2 separate regions of the Zea mays genome follow, and region 2 is linked to region 1. A link is a contact called in public Hi-C data. All regions are on one chromosome and are shown on one strand. The core of a region is the stretch at or near the end of the contact, and the rest is flanking DNA. Distances in the headings are between cores, read along the strand shown.

Region 1 (4,157 bases), core at 1,147-3,646:
ATATCCAGAGTAAAATCATAGTATCATCATTGTATCTCATCATGTTCATTGATTAAAATAAAGCGCTAGCATGAAGCTAACCATAGTAACCCAAAAGGTAAATCAAGGACAAGGTAAATAGAAAGCTAGTAAATCCTTAGGTTGTTCATAGTATGCGGGACAGTGTATTATAAAGTAAATGGGACATAATGGGTCAGAGGACACTTGCCTTCGCCAAACAGATGTTCAGGGTCTTCAACTTCGTGGAACTCGAAGAGCCAGATCACTTGGTCGTCGAAGCTTGATCTTCGATCCCTCGAAACTTGGAGATGGATCACATTCTAATCGCAACGCGGAGCGAAGACGAACAGACACAAGCAAGCAAACACATATATGCATAAGAACATTACATCATACAAATACAAACATAATAAAACATGCAAAACGAAATAGAGCGCGTTACTACAGTCACGCGAGGAAAAAGAAGTGTCGAACTCGAAGCGTCGATCTGGAAGATATCGCGTTTACGCTAAATAAACATTAAGTAAAACATTTAATTCGATATTATCAAATATAAATTATAACTGCTATTTAGTTCTGATTAAATCTGTTACGCTAACAGCTGTCAAATAAATAAGTAATTTAATTAACACAAGAGATTCTCAGCGATGCGAATTGACGATGCACGAAACAGCATGACAACGTGCGAACGACGCGCGGACAGGCGCGACATCGCACGCTGACGACACACGAAACAGCGCGAACGAGCACGCCATCACGTGCGGAACAGCACGCGCGACAGACGAGGAAAACTAAATAAGTGACACGTTTATACTAAACAAATATTAAATAAATAGAAAGTAGTTAAGTTAATATTTACCATGTTAATATTTATTATAAAAGCGCAAATTGAACATTACATATTTAATCTAACTGAGATATTAATCTAATAAATATTAGTCGAGCAAACCTTAGGTTGATTATCTAAAATATATGACCTGACGAATTAATCTTATAACATGAGTGTTTATAAGCGAAAATAATTTATTATCACACGTAGACGCCACACGACACACGAAACAACATTGCGGCACGCGCACGGCGTGCGGCAACGCGTGTGAATGGCACGCGCGACATCCGCAAAACAACGCGCACGACCGTGCGCGACACGCACGAGTCAACGCGACTATGCGCGTAAATAGCACGATGACGCGCAAACGATGTCGTGCGCCAACAACGAACAAATAAATAATTAGTTAAAAGCATTTAAGCTGGTGTTAATCAAGTTAACTAATATTTATAGTTATAAAAGCACGAGTTAAAACTATATACTCGTTCTAAATAAATTGTTATTTTATTAACCCTAGAATAAACCAATAATTAATTATACAACTAAAACATACGACCCGACAATAACGAGCGCCACATGTGGGGACAGCGTGCGCGTCACGCAAACAGCACGCGACCCGCGAAAACGGCGCGACGCGCGAACTACTACTAAACCGTGTCGTATTTATTCTACACATAAATTAAATGCAACACTTAAGTTGACATAACCACAATTAGAGGTATTCATCGCATGCACCGATAGAATTAACACTTAGTTCTGATTGATTTACTACTCAGTTAATCATCGTTTAATTACGTAGATTAATTAACGTGAACGATTCTAGACGAAATAGTTTATTGTCGCGCGACATGACACGCAACACACTAAACAAGGTGCGCGGAACGGCGTACGCGACAGCGCACGTCGACACGTGTGAACGACACGCACGATGCGTGCGAACGGCACGCGCTGACTTAAACGTGCCACGCGAACAGCGCGCGAACGACTCGCCCAAACGACGCGCGCGAAACAGCGCACCAGACAGTATGAGCAACTAGAGCGAATTACGCGCGAACCAGCACGATACCGCACGCGGAACAGCACGCGCGAACGACGCGCGACAACGCGATAATCGCTAACAAATAACGTGTTTATAATAAATAAGTATTAAATGAAAAGTGTTTAAGTTGGTATTAATGACGTTAACATATATTTATAAAAGTGCAACTTAAAACTATAAATTAAATTGCTATTTTAATAACCATCAGACCAACCATTAAATAATTAATTAACTGAAACATGCGCTACGACCAAAATTATATTCTTAACGTGTACACGACTTTATTGGGAAAATAACACGACTGGAATGGAATAAATTGGACGTGAAAAGATAACGCATATTTAATAAGTCGTGGATTAAAAATAATGTGGTGCAATTTGATTGGTCGATAGGTTGCCACGCGGAGGATCATAGAGATCACGGCCGCAGAAAATCCATGGGATGGTACAATCGTGCAGCATGCAATGTCCTGGCATGCGGTGCATGTAGTGGGGCCCAGTTGGTCTTTTTTCCAAACCCACGGCAAGGAAAAAACGTGGGCAGTAAATCGCATACAAGGTGGGCCCTAAGGGCCGTTTCCTTTTCCTGGTGGCACGGTGCGGTGGTTTTCTTCTTCCTTGGGAAAAAAACAGAGAACGACCATGGGGGAGGAGAGGGGATCGGCCATTGCTATGGAGGAGAAGCGAGCTCGCGCAGGGAGGGGGCGCTCGAGCGGGCTCCGCGCCCCAAAAACACCTGGGCAGGGGCGAGTTCGGCAGCGCCCAGGGACTCCAGGCCGCGCGCTAGGGCTGGGCAGCGGCGGGGCTCAGACGGCCGGGAGTGGAGTTCGTCGGGGCACTGGCCGCCGGGGCTGTCCGCGACAGTCGCGCGCTGGCAACGCGTCGCAGGCCGCCGGGCCACGCGCTCGCTGCTGCGCGAGCTCGCTGCCGCGCTGGGCGAGCCGCTGGCTGGCTGCGCCGAGCTCGCGGAAGGGGCAAGGCAGGGAGGTTGGACGCGCTGAGGGAGCAGGGGCTGGGGCGCGAGCATGGCTGGCTGCGCCGCGCTGGGGCTGCAGGGACGCCGCGCCGGGGCACGGGACAGACGCGCAGGGGTGGGCTGCTGGTCGCGCAGGGAACGGTCGCTGTCGATCGCCGAGAACAGATGGGCGGGGAGTAGGGGAGGAAGGAGATGGAGGGGACTCACCGATGCCTGGTAACCGCCGGGTGCCTATTCCTGCATGATTTGGATCTGGGGGAAGACGAGGGGTTATACAACGGCGGGGTGGGTTTATATAATAAAAAACGAGCGCAGGATATGGTTGCCCAATTTATCGCAGAATGCGTCGCGACCGAGCGAACGAGGCGGTTGCGAACACAACGACGACAAACACGCGCAACACGACGTTTGCGAGGGAAGACATTTTAATGATCCCGCAAAAAGGACACGGGATCTAGAACGGGCTTGGCGAGAGGAATCGTTTATATATATTATCGACTTTCCAAGGTTTTGTAGTTTTCGCAAATACTAAATTTTAGGTATTTTAATCAAGATTAGAAAAACTAAAATTCATATTTTAGTACTCGAAGAAACGTTTCAAAGATTCCCAAAAAAATTCCGGAGACAAGATCAAGATAATTCGATATAGTTTGAAAAATCTTTACATCCATAAACACTATGCAACGACTTGAATGCAACAATCAAAGTTTCTCTAGGATTTTATTTTACTATGCCAAAAACTCATATATATATATAATAAAATAATTCTCCATTATTTAGAAAAAGAGGAGAAAAGCAGGTAAAGAAGAGGGTAACACCTGAATTTGGTGTATATTAGAAAAGAAATTTTATACCTCCAAATTCAGGGTGTTACACGTGGCCTTCGTGTTCGTCCCGTGCCCAGGTCGGGTGCGCTTGCAGTAGGGGGTTACAAGCGTCCACACGGGAGAGGGAGCGAGCGGCCTCACGCGAGCGCCTGACTCGTCCTCGTCCCCGCGCGGCCAACCCTCCCTAAGAGGGCCCTGGTCCTTCCTTTTATAGGCGTAAGGAGAGGATCCAGGTGTACAATGGGGGGTGTAGCAGAGTGCTACGTGTCTAGCGGAGGAGAGCTAGCGCCCTAAGTACATGCCGTTGTGGCAGCCGGGGAGATTTTGGCACCCAGCTGGTGTGATGTCGTGGCCGTCGGAGGAGCGCTGGAGCCTAGCGGAGGGACAGCTGTCGGAGCTGTTGAGTCCTTGCTGACGTCCTCTTGCTTCCGTAAGGGGGCTGAGAGCCGCCGTCGTCACAGAGTATGCGGGGCGCCATCATTGCCTA
Region 2 (4,215 bases), core at 1,237-3,736, 100 kb before region 1:
GTTGAATCTCCTGTAGCTGCTCCATAACAGACCTTCCCTCAGCCATTTTATAGTTGAGGTAGTTTTCCGTTGTGAATAACTCATTGCCATTGTCAACTTCAGAGAACTCGTTCTCAGGTTCAGTCCATAGACCCTTAGCGGAGGTAAAACCAGAGTACACGTCAAATAAGTCGTTCGACAAGATGTTCAACACACGAGACAAGCATGCCTCATTGGCTTCGTCCCACTTGGCCTTCTCCGCTAGTGCGGCGGCCTTTGCTGCATCATCAGAATTATCTGATGCAACCTGGGGAACAACTGACGTCACTACCCAAAATAATTTTAGGTCAGTGAGCCACATGTGAGTCTTAATCTGCCAGCGCTTAAGGCTTGCGCCGTCGAACGCTTCAGGCTTAATGACATCAGAACTGGAGGCCATTATAGTAATTGGTTTTCTGGAACAGAACCTTGTGTTCGCTGAGCTGGTCTTCCCACGTAGACAATCTACGTGTTGTGAGTTACTCGTTGCATCTCTATATTTATTGAATAATTTTGTGCAATCTGCTAGTATTATTTACTTGGGTGTGATTGCACAATCTGTGGGCGTATTTGATTGCTCGATGATGATAGTTGTGTAGTGAGACGACGTGACAGTCTGGGTTTTAGTGTATTGTTATTTTCAGTGGTAATATTATTTATGCCTAGTAATTTCTTTCACTATTGTGCAAGCTGATTATTTAAGTTCATTATTGTTCCTTAATTCTTGTGCACAATGTTTTGATCTTGATATTCATGTTTGATTTCTAGGCTTATAATATTTGTTCTAAAACCATGATTTAGTAAGATAGGACCAATGATTTCAAGTCGTCCGACTAATCGCGATTAGTCGGGCTGGTCGGTAATTAGGGTACAATTTGCTGGACGACTCGACTAGAATACCTAGTCGTCCTGGTCGTCTAACTAATCGTCGATTAGGGCAACTAGTCGTCCGATTTATGTAACCTGGTCGTCCCGGGTAGGGTTTAGTTATTGGGCCTTTTTTAACCCATCTACAGTATAATTTAGAGCACCCTCTCCTGTTCTAACCTAGCCGCCAACACAGTCTCCAGCCGGCTCGTCTCCTCTCCTCTCCTTTCTTGGCACCGCCCCTGTAGTCCTGAACTCCTGATTTGTCGGCGGCTACAACACCCTGCTGCAGTCCTTCTCTTGCAGTCTTCAGGAATCAAGTGTTCAAGACTCAAGAGGTAGGTCTGCAAGGTTGATGGACAGATGGAGAGATGAAGAATTGGAGATTATGCCATTATGGGATGTCACATGTCAAGTTCAGGTAAGTCACAAATCAAAATGAAGCAATATGTTACTTTGTTTATCCTAGTTGTTTGTTCTAATTTATATAATGTATAATTGTATACAGGTATATTTATATATATATACCTATATAAGTATAGCTACTAGTCTAGGACGACCAGGGACCGACTAGGGGTCGACTAGTCGCCCTAGTCATCGCCTAATCGCGACTAGTCGGTTGGTCGGTCCCGAGGTTCGACCAGGCGACTAGGCGACTTGAAATCATTGGATAGGACTGTCACGTTAGTCGAGGATCTCTGATCACCATTTAGCGCTGGAGGGCTGTTTATTACAGCAACCCGCTGTTTTGAGAGCAATATAAAAAGATAAACAATAATGTTTATGTGCAAAATATGTCTGCTTCATCTGCAAGCCATGTTTAATTTTGAAATAGACCTGGGCAGCTATTTTACATGTTTACATGTTCTAGAATTGCTATTGTTCATTGTTGTTATAATTACATATTGCATTTATCTGAGTTATATGTTTGTTTTATTCGGAATTAGAATATTTAATATATTTAAATATAAAGGAAGCATGTCACTCATTTCTCTAATTTTACAATAAATTGATCTGTGCCTATTAGAATGATCCAGTTCCAAATATACAAAAGAGGAATAAAATTCAATCAATATAGACGCAAGTGGTGAATGACAGGAACGCGATAGAATCAATAACCTTCCCCTAAACCGAAGCATCAATGCAAGACCAAATCAACGTACAACGCCCAGATTGATGTGTATACGGACCTAACATGGCTAACCGCCATCAATAAAGAAAGCAAAAAGGATGGCTACACTTATGGGGCGGGCCGGCACTGAGGCGTCGGCGGTGACGGCGGAGGCTACGCCGGCAGCCACGCGGCTGCGGGCGGCGGCACTGAGGGATCGCCTAGAGGCGCCGAGCATCTTTCGCTTCTTCAACCACGCAAATGGCGAGGCCGCGGAAACAAGCGGGGGCTCGGGCGGGGCAGCGAGTGGACAATGGAGATGACGATGCCACAAGGGTTTTTGGAGGAGGCTAGGGTTCTGGGTAGCGATGGGAGAGCCAGTGATGGCGTGCGTCTTGCAGGCAACAAGATGGGAGAAGGGTTAGTTGCTGACAATGAGGGCCCACCGATGAGGTCGGGGTGTCAGTGGGTTAGTAGAGGAATGGGGATTGAATTGGTGGTGGATTTAGGAGGATATATCCGGTGCATATGGGGCACATATTAAATCATCACCACTCATTTTAGGTCTAACGTCTCTAATTAGCATTCAATTTACAAATAACACCACCACGGTTGAGGGTGTCATTAGCAAAATATATCACAATTGAGGGTGTTATTAGCAAAATATATCATACAACTAGAGACGTTAGATCTAAAATGTGTGGTGATGATTTAATGTGTGCACTATGTGCACCAATCTTATATGTGCACTAGATATGTTCTCTGGATTTAGACAGTGTTTGGTTGAGTAGTCAAGTAGAACGGAGTCGTTCCATCCTTGATTCTAAGAATGGAGCCGTTCTGTTTTGTGTTTGGTAAGTTGTAACGGAACGGCTCTATTTTTTGTTTGGTTGTAGAGTGAACTGGAACGGAGTGGCTCTGTTTTTTGTTTGGTTGCAGAGGGAGGCGCGCGAGCTGCTGCGCATGGATGGGAGGGCGAGCTGTGGGAGCGGGCTGGGAACGGAGCGGCTCCGTCCTATTGATTTTTTGGAGTGGGATGGTTCCGGATCTGAGGAGAATATTTTCTAATTAGAGTCACTCTATTCTAGTTACTTTGTAACCAAATAACAATAAAATTGGGACAGAACAGTTCTATTCTATTTGACTCTTCAACCAAACACTACCTTAATGGTTTGCGGGGAAGGTTCTGAGCGTTGCGTGGGAGAAATGCTGCGCCAGCTGCAGCCACCAACAGCTGTACATACAGGCGTTGTTGACATGCGGCCATGAGGCCATGTACAATCCTGACGATATGATCCGTTTTCAAGTAAAAGAATCGTTAGATAATAAATATACTAAATCCACATTATATATATACATGGAGTCTAGTAGAAACGGACTCTATGTGATAAGTTTGTCTCTTATTTTTTTCTATTTAGTCTTTAAAGAACCTTCATTTAATTGAGTTGTACATGCACTAAGAGGTCTCCCGGTCCCAAGGTTAAGATAGGATATGTCTCACAAGTTAGTAGAGTAGTCTCCGGTATATTCGCTTGACTTTAATCTATACCGGCTTATACTACTTTTACAGTGATTTGTCCCTATAGATTACAGCTGCAGCAGTTCAAACAGCTGCCTTTAATCCGAAGCGGTTTCCCTTACTAAACTTTACTTGTCACATTAGATGTTTGGATGCTAATTAAAAGTATTAAATATAGTCTATTTATTAAACTAATTATATAGATAACGACTATACGATAAGATGAATTTATTAAACATAATTAGTTCATGATTCGACCATGCGATGCTACAGTAAACATTTACTAATCATGCATTGATTAGACTTATGTTGACACGGATCTAGGCACCAATCACTAGAAGTTGTTCCGCTTGGCGAGCTCTCTGTAGCGGTGTAGGCGATCCGCAGCCTAGGGCCAGATGGTCCGCGATCAGGCACTAGGAGTGAGTTCCCCTGCGTAGAGTCGGACGGTCCATGCCTAGTGGTCGAATGGTCCGCGTGTGCACAGGGGTGGCGGCGTTCGCAAACAGCACTAGGATATTGCCTCTCGGTACGGACCCGTCAGGAAGGAGTGACCTTAGGGTTTGTCTTGGGATCGGTAGGCCACCCAAGACACCTCCAGACGACGTAGAGTCGAAGAGAGGTGAAGAAGGCTAGGTTATTGTCTACTCTTAGGGCAAAAAGTAAAGGAACGGGAGGTATATTGATTTTGTTTGATTGT

What was found. Hi-C and Micro-C count contacts between places; a contact is called where the count stands out from the background.
Region 2: a Hi-C map of endosperm shows a contact between it and region 1, with 2.6 times the contacts expected there. The contact joins the promoter of LOC103629136 here to the enhancer-like site in region 1. A contact is called at or near these places in 3 of 25 Hi-C or Micro-C datasets (ear, endosperm and leaf).

What each region holds. Positions count from the first base shown.
Region 1 is chr6:28,543,835-28,547,991 of Zm-B73-REFERENCE-NAM-5.0, reverse strand. No RefSeq gene overlaps it. Among protein-coding and RNA genes, the nearest start is that of LOC103629136, 100 kb to the left of the region's middle. Within about 2 kb of position 2,396, at least 18 of the 20 cell types and tissues checked have an H3K27ac peak or open chromatin away from gene starts, as enhancers often do. A contact at or near this core is called in ear, endosperm and leaf, where this site is marked.
Region 2 is chr6:28,644,636-28,648,850 of Zm-B73-REFERENCE-NAM-5.0, reverse strand. LOC103629136 (heat shock protein 90-6, mitochondrial) reads right to left here and starts at 2,486. Exons shown (of 20, transcript XM_020539737.3): 1 at 2,124-2,486. The coding sequence starts at 2,234.